2 separate regions of the Sus scrofa genome follow, and region 2 is linked to region 1. A link is a contact called in public targeted proximity ligation data. All regions are on one chromosome and are shown on one strand. The core of a region is the stretch at or near the end of the contact, and the rest is flanking DNA. Distances in the headings are between cores, read along the strand shown.

The links.
Region 2: a targeted proximity ligation map of skeletal muscle shows a contact between it and region 1, with 5 times the contacts expected there. A contact is called at or near these places in 6 of 47 Hi-C or Micro-C datasets (embryonic fibroblasts, fetal liver, liver and 1 more) and 2 of 2 datasets of targeted methods (alveolar macrophages and skeletal muscle).

The regions. Positions count from the first base shown.
Region 1 is chr5:87,349,968-87,357,018 of Sscrofa11.1, forward strand. It overlaps ELK3 (ETS domain-containing protein Elk-3), which reads right to left and starts at 5,234. Exons shown (of 5, transcript XM_021092733.1): 1 at 5,141-5,234. It overlaps LOC110260790 (a long non-coding RNA gene), which reads right to left. Exons shown (of 4, transcript XR_002344245.1): 4 at 5,706-6,522.
Region 2 is chr5:87,447,923-87,454,686 of Sscrofa11.1, forward strand. It overlaps LOC110260790 (a long non-coding RNA gene), which reads right to left. Exons shown (of 4, transcript XR_002344245.1): 3 at 319-504. Among named protein-coding and RNA genes, the nearest start is that of TRNAD-GUC, 35 kb to the right of the region's middle.

The sequences.
Region 1 (7,051 bases), core at 3,984-6,483:
GTACTGGGCCCGTCGGGGTAGAAGCCGGCTCCCCGCAGCCAGCTCACAGCCAGAATGGAGGGAGAACCCATTTCTTTTAAAGTTTAATGAGGAACCCCAGGTCTGGGAAACAAGAAGATGGTGAAATCACTCCCTAAGACTCGAAGGAGCAAAGCCTTTAGTAATTACTAAGCAGTAATTCCCCATCAGCAAAAAAAGACTCTACTCCAGGAAGCTGCATCCTTAAATAATTTTTTAAGAGTGTTCTGGCTTTGTTTTGTCTCAGGTAATGCTTTGCAATTATACTGATTTTTTTGAATCAGGTAGATATATAATTGGGTAGCACAGGACACACAAAATCCACTATTTGACAGCTAAGAAAGGAATATTTTAATTTATAGGCACTGCCTGGAAGCCCTTTAAAACCGATTTCAGGAAAAGAGTCAAGTTCTAAAAAATTATTACAAATACACATTTCAATATATGACCTCACAGTTACGGTTATTGTATATTAGCAGTTTTGAACTATTCACATTTTTAAATAAGAAAAAAAAAAAAAAAGGTGGTCTTTAATGAATGTTTACCAAACTTCACAATTCAAATGGGACTGAAAAATCACTTCTCTCCCGGATCTGGGCTATTGCCCTTCTGGTCTAAAAGGCATCCGTACCAAATGAGTAAGTTTTAAGAGATGATCTACTTCGGCTCACAAAGACACACCACTACCGTCATCATTTACTTGCCATTCTGTGCACACACCTGACCAAAAAGACAGAAAAGTCACCCACACTATGTTATTATTCATGGGGCAGAAACGTGCCAGCGGTGACTTTTACCTGCGCTGGTCATTAAATGAATGCAAATAAAAGTTATCATCACCAACATTAATGTAAAAACAGACCTTCTCCAGCTGGGTACTCCTGACATTCCATTCGGGGCTGGAAAATTCTTTGTTGGGGGTGCTAGCCTGTGCATTGTGGGATGTTTAGCGTTATCCCTGACCACTCCCCACTAGATGCCAGTAGCACCCCCTCTGATGAAGGCAACCAAAATGCCTCAGATATTGCCAAACAGCCCTGGGGAAGCAAAATTACTCCCAGTTGAGAACTATTGATATAAATAAACCTCATGCTTTCTAAATATTAATTTATTGGACTGAAGAATCTAATCACCTCCTTTTTATTACAAAGGCGATGGAGTCCTTTTTTTTTTTTTTTTTGGCTTTTAGGGCCGCACTTGTGGCATATGGAGGTTCCCGGGCTCGAGGTCCAATCAGAGCTACAGCTGCCGGTCTATACCACAGCCACAGCAGCCCCATATCCGAACCGCGTCTGCGACCTATACCACAGCTCACGGCAACGCCGGATCCTTGATCCACTGAGCGAGACCAGGGATCGAACCCGCATCCTCATGGAACCTAGTCAGGTTTGTTAACCACTGAGCTACGAAGGGAACTCCGATTATGAAGAAAATGTAGTCTTAAGAATATTTATAATCTTCGTCCTTAAGGACTGCTCATGCCGAAAGCAGTTGCCTTGGGGAAGCATTTTGCCTTCACTGTAAGTTCTTTTACCCTACTCACAGCCTTCAATACAACAATTTACTGAGCATCTACTGTGTGCCAGGTGCAGTGTTAGGGTCATCTCCTACTCATGTCCACTGACTCAAACCCTGGTCAGGCTGGGTGGATTGTTTTTAGGACATGCTTTGCCACAAGAAATGCCAACCCCTGAAAAAGTCCTCAAGAGAGCAGCATGTCCGTATCATCAAAGGAGCCCCACAGTTCCCATCGGGTTCCTTAAAATCTTTTACCCTTCTTAGTAATGCTTCATATTTCCAACATTTAAAGGTTTAAAAAAAAAAAAAAAAAAAGGCCAGAGGCCTTTGCTATATTTGGCATAGAATGACCATCAGGGGGTTTTGCAGGCAGGATCATTACTGGAAACTCTAAAAACACTTAGGGACAGTCTTGGTAACTGTCTGACCCACCTGCCCTCCTAACACAATTTGTAATTTTATAATCCCCATAAATTGAAACTTATAAGCGACCTTTCTCAAATAAATGTGTGTCACAGAAGGAGAGGAAAAAACGGAGAGCGATCGGAGGGTATTTTGTTTGGCAATAAGACTCTGAAATCAATTTGAGCTCATTAATAGATGCCTGGAACTGGCTTAGTTTCTCATCACCTCACTCCCCCCCCCGCCCCCTCCCCCACGCACAGAGGGTGGGTGTGTTTGAGCAGCTTTAGCAAGAGAGACTTCACACACACACACACACAGAGAGACACACACACCTAGGAGGGAAAAACCTGCTAAGTCCGAAATCCAAAATGACTTCAAAGTTTTCAAGATGCTGCCCTGAAAAGGTTCGTTGGGCGGCTGGCTGCCCCTCTAAGTAAATAAAGCCGTAACGTGTCTGCCTCTCCAGCGCAGGGCTCCCCCGGCTGACAGTGGCTGCACAAAACCCCTCCTGTGCCGAGCAGCGGAAACTCCTAATGAGATTAGTTGGTGTGTGTGCAGACATTACTTAGCAATGACTAAAGGGGCTCTCTCTTCCTGCAGCAGCCAGTGGAAAATTCAGGGAACTTTTTCCCCCTGCAGCAGCAGAATCCCTTTAACCCTCTCCCCAGCCAACTCCAAAAACAACTCAGCCTCCCCCAGCCCCCTTCCTCCCTGCTGGGGTGCTGGGGGGAGTTAAAGACCAGCCAGGGGCTTCCAGGAGCAGGAGGGTGGGAGAGGGGCCGGCGGGGAAGGGGCGGGTGACCCCTCGAACACTACAAAGGAAACTGTAAAAGGCACAAATACATAAACCTGAGAAGGAGCAAACCACAGTTTCTTTGTGAGCTCCTCTAGTGAGTCATTTTCAAGATGCTGTCTGCTGCCAGTTTCAAAGCGGAAGCGCATGGCAATTAGTCTTGCCGTTTCCAGACAAGCCAGAAACTCTCCCGACACTGTGTGTGTGTGTGTTTTGTTTTTTTTTTTTTTCTTTTTTCTTCTTCTTCTTCTAAAAAGCCCCTTTTGCAGTTTCTGAAATAACATTTCTTTCTCCCACCCCCACCCGCCGCCTAACGGCAGCTTGTCCTCGGGGTGATTCGGTTCAGAAAACCTAACAAAACCGAGCCCTCTTTTCTTTTTTAACCCTCCAAAACCGTAATTCCTCCCTCAAAAGTTACAGTAGCATTACAGGCCAGCATTCAGTTGCAAGCGAAAACGCCTCGTCCTCAAGTGCCGGGGGCTCCAAAATCATCTCCTGCCCGGTCCTCCTCCAAACCCGTGTCCAGTAATAACGCCACTAGCTTTTAAAGGTCCGGCTGGGCGTGCGCCTGGGGCGGCGACCCGGGCGGGGGGTCACCTGCCGAGCCCGAGGGGACGCTCCCCCCAGCCCCTCGGCTTCGCTCCCCACGCCCTCCGCTTCCCTCTCCACCCCTGTCCTTTCCCTGGATCCGAGCATCGGTGCCCACCGCCACTCTGGGGGGCTCCCCAGCCCCGGCTGAAGGTCGGCGGTGGTCCAGCCACCAGGCACGCAGCCCGCGCCAGTCACCGTTCTTCCCAGGGACCCCGAGTCTCACCGTCCCCCCCAACTCTCCCGCGCGCCCCCTCCTCCCGGCTCGCAGCGCAGCCCAGGGCGGGGTGTGCCAGCGCCTGGTGCCCGCAGCCCCCCGGCCGGCGCGCCAACCCGCCGCAGGAGCATCCCCGCGGCGTCCCCTCTCGGAGGCCGCCCTCCGCCCCAGGCCCGCAGCCCCCCAGCACGGCGCCCACCCGGTCCCACCCCCCCCCCAAGCCGTAGGGAAAAAGCAAGCAAGAAAAAAGACACCCCCCCCCACCCGCCACGAAACTTTGCAACTGTCCAAGCAACAGGCACGAACCCTACTACCTACCCAGATGTGGGGGAGCTTTCAAGATCCTTCTTCGGGGGAATTTCTAGGAGGAACCGGGCGAAAGCCCCCGAATTTCCATGCTGACAGGCGTCTGCAGACGGTCTGTGGCTCTTGTAATGAGATCCTGATTTTCCCCCCCTTTTTTTTTCTTTCTCTCGCTCCTCTTTTTTTTTTTTTTTTTTTTTTTTTCCTCTGGTGTGTGTGAGAGCAGGAAGTTGGAGCAGTCAGGCCGAGCCGGCTCACTTCCTTTACTGCATTATTCCCCAGGCGGTGTGCAGTCTGTGTAAACAGGCTTTTCCGCCCCGCGCCGCGCGCCCCGGCCGCGGCTGTGCGCCGGGGCTGGCCGCCGAGGCCCGCGCATACTCCGCCGCCCGGGGCCCCGCACCGCGCCCGCGCCCCCGCCCGCCGCGCCCCGCTTCCTGCTCGGCCACCCCCGGGGAGGAGCCTCCGGACCCCGTGCGACTCCGAGTGGCCGCGGCCCCTCCCCACCGGGGGGCGGGCAACTCGGCCAGAAACGCAGGGACGCTGCCCCCCGACGCGCCGGGGGGCTGACCTTGGGATAGGGCACCACCGGGGACCCCTCTGCTCCCCCGGAGTCCCCGCGCTGGGCCCCTGAGTGGGGGTCTTGCCCTGCCTGCCTGCCTGGTTGGCCTGGGCGGGGAGGCCCGAAGTGGGGAGGCCGCTAGACGGGCTGTTTTCTGTCCGCGGGGCCGGGAGAGTGGGGGGGCTAGGGCATCGGGAAAGGGGTCTGCTTGCTCTGGGCCGGGCGCCGCTTTGATCGTGGGTGGGGGCGTGATTGCTTAGGATGAGAAGATGTTGCCTGTGCAGCAAAGGAGGCACAGTTTTTGGCCGGGGATGGACAGAGTTCCTGTCTGGGATTTAAAAAAAAAAAAAAAAAAAAAAAAGCCAGCGCTCGGAGTAGGGGGCCCACTTTGGGGAAAAGGATGAGAAGCCATAAACTGGAAGCCACGATTCTCCAGGAAGAGCCCTTTCTGGCCGTTTGCTATGGCCTACTGCAGGCCCAAACTTTCCTGCCTGCTTAGGGGCTCCGGAGGCAAAGGGGCAGCCTCCGCCGGGCTAAGTGACTGAGGCTTCATCATCTCAAAATTGGACTCCACGCCGCGCTATCCGTCAAGGGCAGCCCACCCCCAAGGGCTCCGGGCCAGGCTCCGACCCGAGAGCTTGTCCACTGCCCTGAGGCTTAGAGGAGAGAGAAGGGTGAGGATGGAAGAGGCCCTCGCCCCCAGCCCCCTGCCCCCAGGCTCCCACCCCTGACTGCTCACCTCCTGGACCCCTCCATTTTCCGCTCCTTAGCAGCACAGACCAGCGCTTCTCAAACCTCAGCGCGCCCCAGCATCGCGGGGAGGGCTTGTTAAAACACCAGTTGCCTGGCCGCACCTTTGCGGGCCTGAGGCGGGAGGTCTGGGGTGGTTCTCAGCCCTGGCTAAACTTTAGAATCACCTGGGGAGGGCTTTGAAACCTCTTGATCACCACACACAGCCCAAACCAATTAAGTCAGATCCCTGGGGCAGGGAGGGGGCGTTGGTTTCAAAGGATGGCCTTTCCGAGTCCCTCCACTTGTTTGTTTGTTTCTTATTTTTGCAGCCCTTCTGAGGATGGTTGGCTTGGGACCATCTCACTATGACTAGCTGTGGAGGGTTGGATTTTACTCTCCTTAGGACCCCCAAGTGCCAGTCAGAACCCTGGGCTCAGGGGACCCTCGGGCTCCCAGCATTTGCTTGGGGCCGGTGTGGCTAGTTCACTGAGAGGTGGGACAAGGCCCAGCAGGCCTCTGAGAAGGGTGGGGAGACAGGAAGGGGGGGGGCGGAGGGCAAGGTGGGGAGGACAGAAGAAAGAGATGTTGGGAGGAGGAAAGCCCTTGATTGGCCACAGCTCATTTTCCACTTTAGCGATGATGGTTACAATGTAGCGGGCTTCCCCTGGCACCCAGGAGAGCTCACTGCATGTCCCTGTATGATGCAGCTGTGGACTGGGACAATGTCAACTTATTTTATTATCCTTCTGGAGGAGGAAAAAAAGTCTCCTACGCACAATTAAGAACACCTTGTTGCTTTATCTCAAAAGCACAGGGCAAGGCCAAGCCGAAGTATCCCTTAAACCCGTGGCGTTCATGCATTTTATTGTGTGTCCTCACAACAATACAGTATGTTGTGGAATCCTAATATGTGTGAGAGAGAAAAAGCATACATATTGTCATCAAGCTTTAATTAGTTTGCCGCAATGCCTCTTTGTCCAAGGCACTCCCGAAACACTTCTGGGCGGTTCTGGCATTTCCCAAACCAAAGGAAAACCTCTCGTTTTTCTGGTGTTTTCAGTTGTCCGCGCCACCAACAGCAAGCTCTTCATTGGAATGAGTAACTCAGAGCTGACACTGCTCTTCCTCAAGGCACAGGGAATAACGTACAGGTGCCCGGAGCTTCTGGACTTGGCACGCGCCAGCCACTGCCGTCTTGGCTCAGGCCGCTATGATAAACGCCTTAGACGGGGCGGCTTATACAGCAGCCGTTTCTTTGTCACCGTTCTGGAGTCTGGGAAGTCTAAGATGGAGATGCCAGCCAATTCGGTTTTTGGCGAGGGCCCTCTTCCGGGGCTTACAGATGACGCCTCTTACTGTGTCCCCACCTGGCCTTTCTCGATATGCTCCCTGGGAAGAGAGAGAGAGAGAGAGGAAGCAAGCTCTTTGGTGTCTCTTCTCGTAAAGGGCACTAATCCCATCATGGGAGCTCCACCCTCGTGACCTCAGCTAAACCTAATTACCTCCCAAAGGCCCAGCCTCTTAGTACCATCATATTGGGGGTTAGGGCTTCAGCACGAATTTAGGGGAGACGTTAACATTCAGTGCCTAACAATGGCTATTTGTTTTCCATGTTTTCCTTCTCACTGTCAAAAAGCAGCCAAGGAGGATGGCATTTAGTAGTATAGAATCCACAACCTTTTTTTTTGGCTCTTGTTTTAGGGCCGCACCTGCAGCATATGGAGGTTCCCAGGCTAGGGTCGAATCAGAGCTACAGCTGCCAGCCTAAACACAGTCACAGCAACGCTGGATCCTTAACCCACTGAGCCCGAAGCCAGGGATGGAACCACAGCCTCATGGATACTAGTCAGAGGCATTTCCACTGCACCACAACGGGAACTCCTCTCCAGACTCTTCTTTTTATGCTTTTGTTGTAAAA
Region 2 (6,764 bases), core at 2,694-5,193, 97 kb after region 1:
TTAGAAGCAGCAGGTAAGAAGGGGCTGAGAGTGGCTGTGGGTCAGCCCAGAAACAGTGCATCTAAAACGCATAACGAAACAAAGAAATACAATGACTTAAAAACAAACAAGGGCATGACTCCCCCGATCCTTAGGCAGAGGCTGTGGGTGCTGACTTCCTTCCATTCCTACCAAACCAGCGGAAACACGTAACTGTACCATGGAGGGTCTGACAGGCGTGACCTCAGCCAGGTGATCAAGGTCAACATCAACATTCATAAATCAAAGCAGATCATAAGTCACAACCCCTTGATATGATGCGATGAAAATGGCACTTACCTCTGTGGTCTCGTCCCCAAATCCAGCACGCCAGAATAAGCATGAGAAAAACATCCGACAAATCTCAACTGAGGAATGTGCTACGTAACACTTCACCTGTACGCCTTGAAACGGTCAAGGTCACATCAAAATCATTATCACGGCCAAGAAGAGAACTAAATGTCCTGCGGTATCCTGGATGGGATCCTGGAACAGAAAAAGGACATTAGGTTAAGATGTATCAATCCTGGTTCATTAATCATGACAAATGTTCCACACTAATGTAAGAGGCTGATAATACGGGAAATTGGGTGCAGGAGAGAGAGTACACGGGAACTCTGTGTGCTCCCTTGGAATTCTTCTCTACCCCTAGCACTGTCCTAAAAACGAAAGTCCTCTTCTAAAGCAATAAAGGCTTTGACATAAGCAAAAGAGGGTCATGGGAGAGAGAAGGGTGGAAGCTCTATTTATTGCAGAAGGAGGGTCAGAGCAAATCTCTGCGGAGGCAAAATTTCTGCCAAGACTCGAACGCTTCCAATAAGCTGGCCGTGTGAGGAGCTGGGTGAAGGGCATTTCAGGCAGAAGGAAGGGCACATCAAAAGCCAGAAGATTCAGGAGGAGAGGAGAAGGGCAAGTGATGAGGTTGGGAGGACAGACAAGACTGAGGGCATCGGTCTGTGCCCTGCAGCCAGGAGCTGCAACCTCCTCCAGCCAAGCGGTAGATCAAGGGGTTGATTCAGCAAACAGTAAATAACAAGTGTGTTGCTCTCCTGCTGCGGGTGTAACAACGGACCCCAGAGTCCAACCCGTGCTGTAAAGCAACACAACTTTATTCTCTTACAGTTCTGCCGGTCAGAAATCAGACACGCGTTTCACTGGGCTAAAGTCAAGGTGTCACGGGGCTACGGTCCCTCCAGAGGCTCCAGGGGCGCATGTGTTGCCTGTCCTTTTCTAGAGGTCGCCTGCCTTCCTGGCAAATGGTCCCTTTCGCCACCTTCCAAGGCAGCAATCCCAGCACCCCAGCCTCTGTTTCCAGCATCACCTCTGCCTCTGCCTCTCCTGCCTCCCTCTTTCACTTACAAAGATGCTTGTGATGACATTGGCCGCCCCCCACAATGATCCAGGATAATGAATCTCAAGATTCTTTTTTTTTTTTTGTCTTTTGTCTTTTTGCCATTTCTTGGGCCGCTCCCGCAGCATATGGAGATTCCCAGGCTAGGGGTTGAATCGGAGCTGTAGCCGAGGGCCTACGCCAGAGCCACAGCCAAGCGGGATCCGACCCATGTCTGCAACCTACACCACAGCCAGATCCTTAACCCACCAAGCAAGGCCAGGGATCGAACCTGCACCCTAATGGTTCCTGGTCGGATTCATTAACCACTGAGCCACGACAGGAACTCCTCAATCTCAAAATTCTTAATCACACCTGCAAAAATCCCTTTTGCCACATGGTGCCCACATGTTCCAATTATTAGGACAGAACATTTGGGGGGTGGGAGGGCATTGCTCATCCCATAATAATAATAACAATAACAATCGTAACAACAATAAATACAGTTCCACCCATAAGGTTGCTTTCATGAAGATCACAGCTGAGGAAGGAGCTGTGTGGTAAACGTATTATCACACAATGAAATATGAAAATACCATTTGTGGTAAATGCTCTAGTGGTAACAAGAGGAGTAAGGAATTCGAACAGGAGAAGCTAAGCTGAGGTTGAAGGGGGGCTGGTCAGGAATTGTTCCGGAGAAAGGGACCCTTCAACTGAGGCCTGAAAATCCTTCAGGCTGGAACCTTCCTGTGCTGGGGAAGGACACAGAGGGAGCCCCAGGCTGAGGAGACATTTGACAAGAGGCATAGAAAAGAGCCTCCACGAAGGCTGGCGAGCAAAACCCGGAGACGAAATCGTCCCTCTTGCGTCCCTTCGGTGATCTGAATTGTGTGTGAGAAGGAAATTCAGTTCCTCGGCGGCGTCTCTGAAAGAAGGAAGGTTTCTCTTATCACCAGGTTTTCCTACCACTTGGCGGTGGGTTTTGTGGACTCTTTTCCAGGACCCTGCTGAGTGAGTCAGATTTCATGTAGTCTTTGCTCCCTCGGGGATCTGGCGGCTGCGTGTCTGAGGAGGCAGACGTGAAAGAGTCGCGTGCCGTTGGAAACCTGGGAGACGCACATGTTGGACGGCAGAGATTTCCGGATGCGGGGAAATCGAGGCAAGGGTGCGAATTCAGCCAGGGCTGTTGGAATCCTGGTGCGTTTTCAGCACGACGCTGTTTCACGAGCAGACCTCAGAGGATGCCTTCGATTTTCCCCGACGGCCCCTCTCCCCCCCCTCTCCAGAAAGCCGCTGTCCTGAAGGGAGCTGAGCCGTCCTGCAGCAGCAGACAAAGCCTTGAGTGTTAGCCGCCTGGCCGGGTTCGGATTACCTCCGAGGGCGACAAGGCCGCCGTCTGCGGCCTGCTATTTTCAGAGCTCCGTGGAGAGAAGGGGTGGCCCGACGGCCCTGGAAGGCCTGCGCCAGGCCTGGGAGCCGCAGGAAGTCACCCTCCCTCTTCGGGGACGAAGGGTCCCACCCCAAGCCGGAGCCACATCTCTGCGCGGCCTGCCCGTGGCACCCACTGGCCTCCGAGTCCCGCATCATCCGAGGCCGCAGAGCCCCAGGCCAGCGGGCGGGACGCGCAGGAAGCTGCAGCCTTGACGGCTGCGCCGGGCCGGCCCGAGCGCGTCCCCGAGAAGCCAGCCGTCTGTGCGCCCCGCCCGCCGGGCTGCTGCCGGGCAGGCGTCCAGGTCCTCTCCCGGGGCCCAGGTGGTGCTGGGGTTGGCCCACCGGCCCTTCGCCATCACATTTTCCAGGAAGGGCTGGGTAGGGCCGGGGGTAGATGGGGACATGGTCGCCAATGCATGTTGTCCTTTGAGCCACAGCCAAAGCTTTGTTTGTCTCAGGGGGTCTGGCCCACTGCCGCCCCCGCCCCCGCCCCCGAGGGAGACGTCGTCGACAAGCCCCCCACCCCAGCCCCAGCCCCAGCCTGGAGCAGATGTGTGAACTTTGCAGGGGAGGATGGGGACGGGTGTGCATTTCAGCACGACAGCGGAGGGTTTTTGTTTGTTTGTTTTTTTCTTTCTTCCAACTCCGATCTTCAAGCAAAGGAAGCAGTGGGGCTGAATGGTGGGTTTGTCAACCGTTTGCAGGGCTTAGAGGTGGAAAGGGGTTCCTGCTCTTTCCTCGGTCCAGGATCGGGGTCCGGGGCTGAGCTCAGGCAACTGAGCATGCGTCATGGCTGCCCCGCTTGCACTCCGGGAGCAGCACCAGGCTGTGCCCGGTTCCCATCACACGGTTAGACTTCGTCCTACATCACCTCGCCCTCAGGGCTTCAGCACCACCCAGGACAACAAACGCAGGAGTGTGTCAAAAGCCAGGGCAGCCAACTTGTAGCAGCTCTCCGGGAAGTTTTTCCACCAGAAGTGGGTCCTGCCAGCACAGGGCACTCCTTACGGAGCTGGGTTGCTGCTTCAGAGTGGGTTGAGCTCTGACCCCTTCCAGGTTCCTCCCGATCACAGCTTGTTTCCATTTGGAAGGGTCCATGCCCAGGGCGGTTTCCACCTGGTGCAAATCCTAGGGGCTGCTGCTGCCACCAGCAGGATATCCACAAGCAAGACCAGTTCCCGAGGGTTTTTTAAAGATTTGAAGCTTCTGATACTGGAAGCTGCACCATCGCTGGGGAGATGGAGTGTTCAAGGCTGGGAGGTGTCGGCGGTGGGGGGTGTCGGCGGTGGGGGGCGGAGTGGGGGAAGTGCACGTCCCAGAGGAGACCATCCATCCTGTAAACCCACAGCCTGGGGACTCTGTAATCCTATCAGTCAGATTTAGCAAACACAAATACAGAACATCCTATTAAATTTGAAATGCAAATAAGTAATAAACACTTTTCTTAGCATACTTATGTCCCCAATAAGGCACCGGTGACACCTAGACTTTAACAGTATTTTTTCTTTATCTGAAATTCAAATTTGATGGGTACCTTGTATTTTCCCTGACAACGAACCCAGGTGCAGGTTGCCTCCAAAATCTTCTACGGAAGGCAGAAGTAGAAGGCAACCCTCTTTAAATTCTGCCTTCCTTATTTGATAATTAGTCTTTAAACTCTTCTAGGCACTGGTCTTCTAGCGCCATAAACGCTGCTCTCCAGAAGTGTTTGTTTATGGGATGAATGACTTAACGTCGGGAATCTGAATGAATGGCCAGATTTGTCAGCCCTCTTCCACCCGCCAAAGGGACTTTTCACAAAAGCAAGAAATGTCGTCATTCCCTAATAATTAACCTTCAGGTAGCTCTATCTCAATGGCAAGCTGGTGCCTTAGTGATGAAAAGTCCACCCCAGCCCTTTCTCCACCATGGGAATATGTATGTTCTCTCTCCCTTCCTTGCGCTCTTAGCCTCTGCACTGGAGCTGTGAGACAGGCAAGCCCCACTGGTTCCCTCCCAGCCCTGCCCCACTGCAGCTCCCTGTTTTTCTAATTTCAGCATTTTCCTGAACCTGTTCGCCTGAGACTCTGGCCCAATATTTGGTGGGGAAAGCAATTTTTTTTTTTTTAATTGAGGTGACCTTCACTTAACATAGAAGCCATTTTAAAGTGTAAAACTCAGGGGCGTTTATGCTCAATACGCTATACCTGCCACCTCTATCCAGTTCCAAAGCATTTTCATCACCCCAGAAGAAGACCCCCAACCCATTAAGCAATCCTCAGCAATTCACTTTTGCTTCTCTTCAAAAATGTCTCACGTCTAGCAGGTTAAGGAGCAGCCCTGCTGCAGTGGTGCCACAAGTGGCAACTGAGGTGCGAGGGTTTGATCCCTGGCCTGAGGCATGTCCACAGGCCTCGGGCACAGCTGGGGGCAGGGGAGCCCTCACTTCTGGAGGGCCTGGAGGGAGGCGAATGCGACAGAAGCAGGAGTGCCCCTCAGGTGGAGCCCACGCACAGGACCGGATCACAAGGCTCACGTCGTGCCTTTAGTTGGCTTGCCAAGTGGCAGGCTTCACAGCAAAGGGCTCTGGAAAGATAGGTGTAAGGATGAATGAGCCTCTGGGCGACAGAAGAGGGTTCATCTTAGGCCAGGGCTCACTGGGGAGGGGGCGGGAGCTGCCAGGCTGTGGGTCAGTGGGGAAGGGAGTCACGGGGCACGAAAGGGGGTCTCGTGAAAGGTGTAAACGTACTTCTTGGGAGAAGGATAAAGGAAGGCTTCCCAGGAAGGTGCCCAGTTGGGCTCCAGCTTCCGGGTTCAGTGCGGTAGAGTGTGGGGGGTTGCAAAAGAATCAGTCTGGGTGGTGCCAGGCCTCCCCTTGGCCAGTGACTGCCTTGAGGTTTCCTGGTTTATGCAGGAAGTTAGTTCCTTCTCAGAGGAACCCTGGACACTCTCCCCTCTTGAGGGACGAGCCTCCTTATTGTTCCGAAAATCTGGTGCAACTGCATGTTTGGAGACAACCACAACTTCCTGCAGGGCCTTGCAGCAGTTTTATTATCCAGCTGGTCCCAGCTTCCTTTATTCTCTTGCTGCCGACAGGGGTCTCCCGCTCACTGCAAAACCAGAAGCCTCCCAACTTTGAACAGAGTCCGGAGGGCTGGCCCCTTTGTTCAAGACTGTGGGTCAGGGAGTTCCCACTGTGGCTCAGTGGTTAACGAATCCGACTAGGAACCATGAGGTTGCGGGTTTGATCCCTGGCCTTGCTCAGTGGGTTAAGGATCCCACGTTGCCATGGCTGTGGTGTAGGCAAGTGGCTACAGCTCCGATTGGACCCCTACCCTGGGAACCTCCATATGCCTCGGGTGCGGCCCTAGAAAAGACTAAATTTAAAAAAAAAAAAAAAAGATTGAGGGTCAGGTGTTGAGCAAATGTCCCTTTTTGTAAAAGATGCAAGAAAAAGAATGAACCAATAGGAAGAATGGCCTGAAACTGTTGGAGCTGCCAGCATGGCACAGAGTTTACCAGCCACTGTTTAGCAAACAGGCATTGATTGAGTGCACGTTTGCCCAAGGCACTGGACGAGAACGCAGCGGGTAAACGCTGCGGTTTGGGTCCTGCAGTCCCCAGACCGGGCGCTGTTTTAAGTGTCTCACTTATACTAACACACGGAAGCACAACAGCCCTGCCATGAGTTCCGTGAAAATGAGCTTGCATCCAATGGAAGCTAAGCTTGTCTACAACGTGGTTCGTGCTGGGTTCAGGCCTTATCCGCCACCCCTACTGAAAGTGAGACCCCTTAGAACCAAGTTCCTTTAATGAGTGTATGATTAATTTCTTTACCCCCAATTTTATTTCCTCTTTTGTCGGCCCCTGTTCCCCTCAGGGTTGAGAATGTCGAAGAAAAAGGGAGATTGAAACCAACAGGGCCCTGCAGGGCCTTCCTGGGTATTAATTCTCCTCTGGCCCCCCATTTCTTATGTATAGAAAAAAAAAAGGCTTTTGTCTTTTC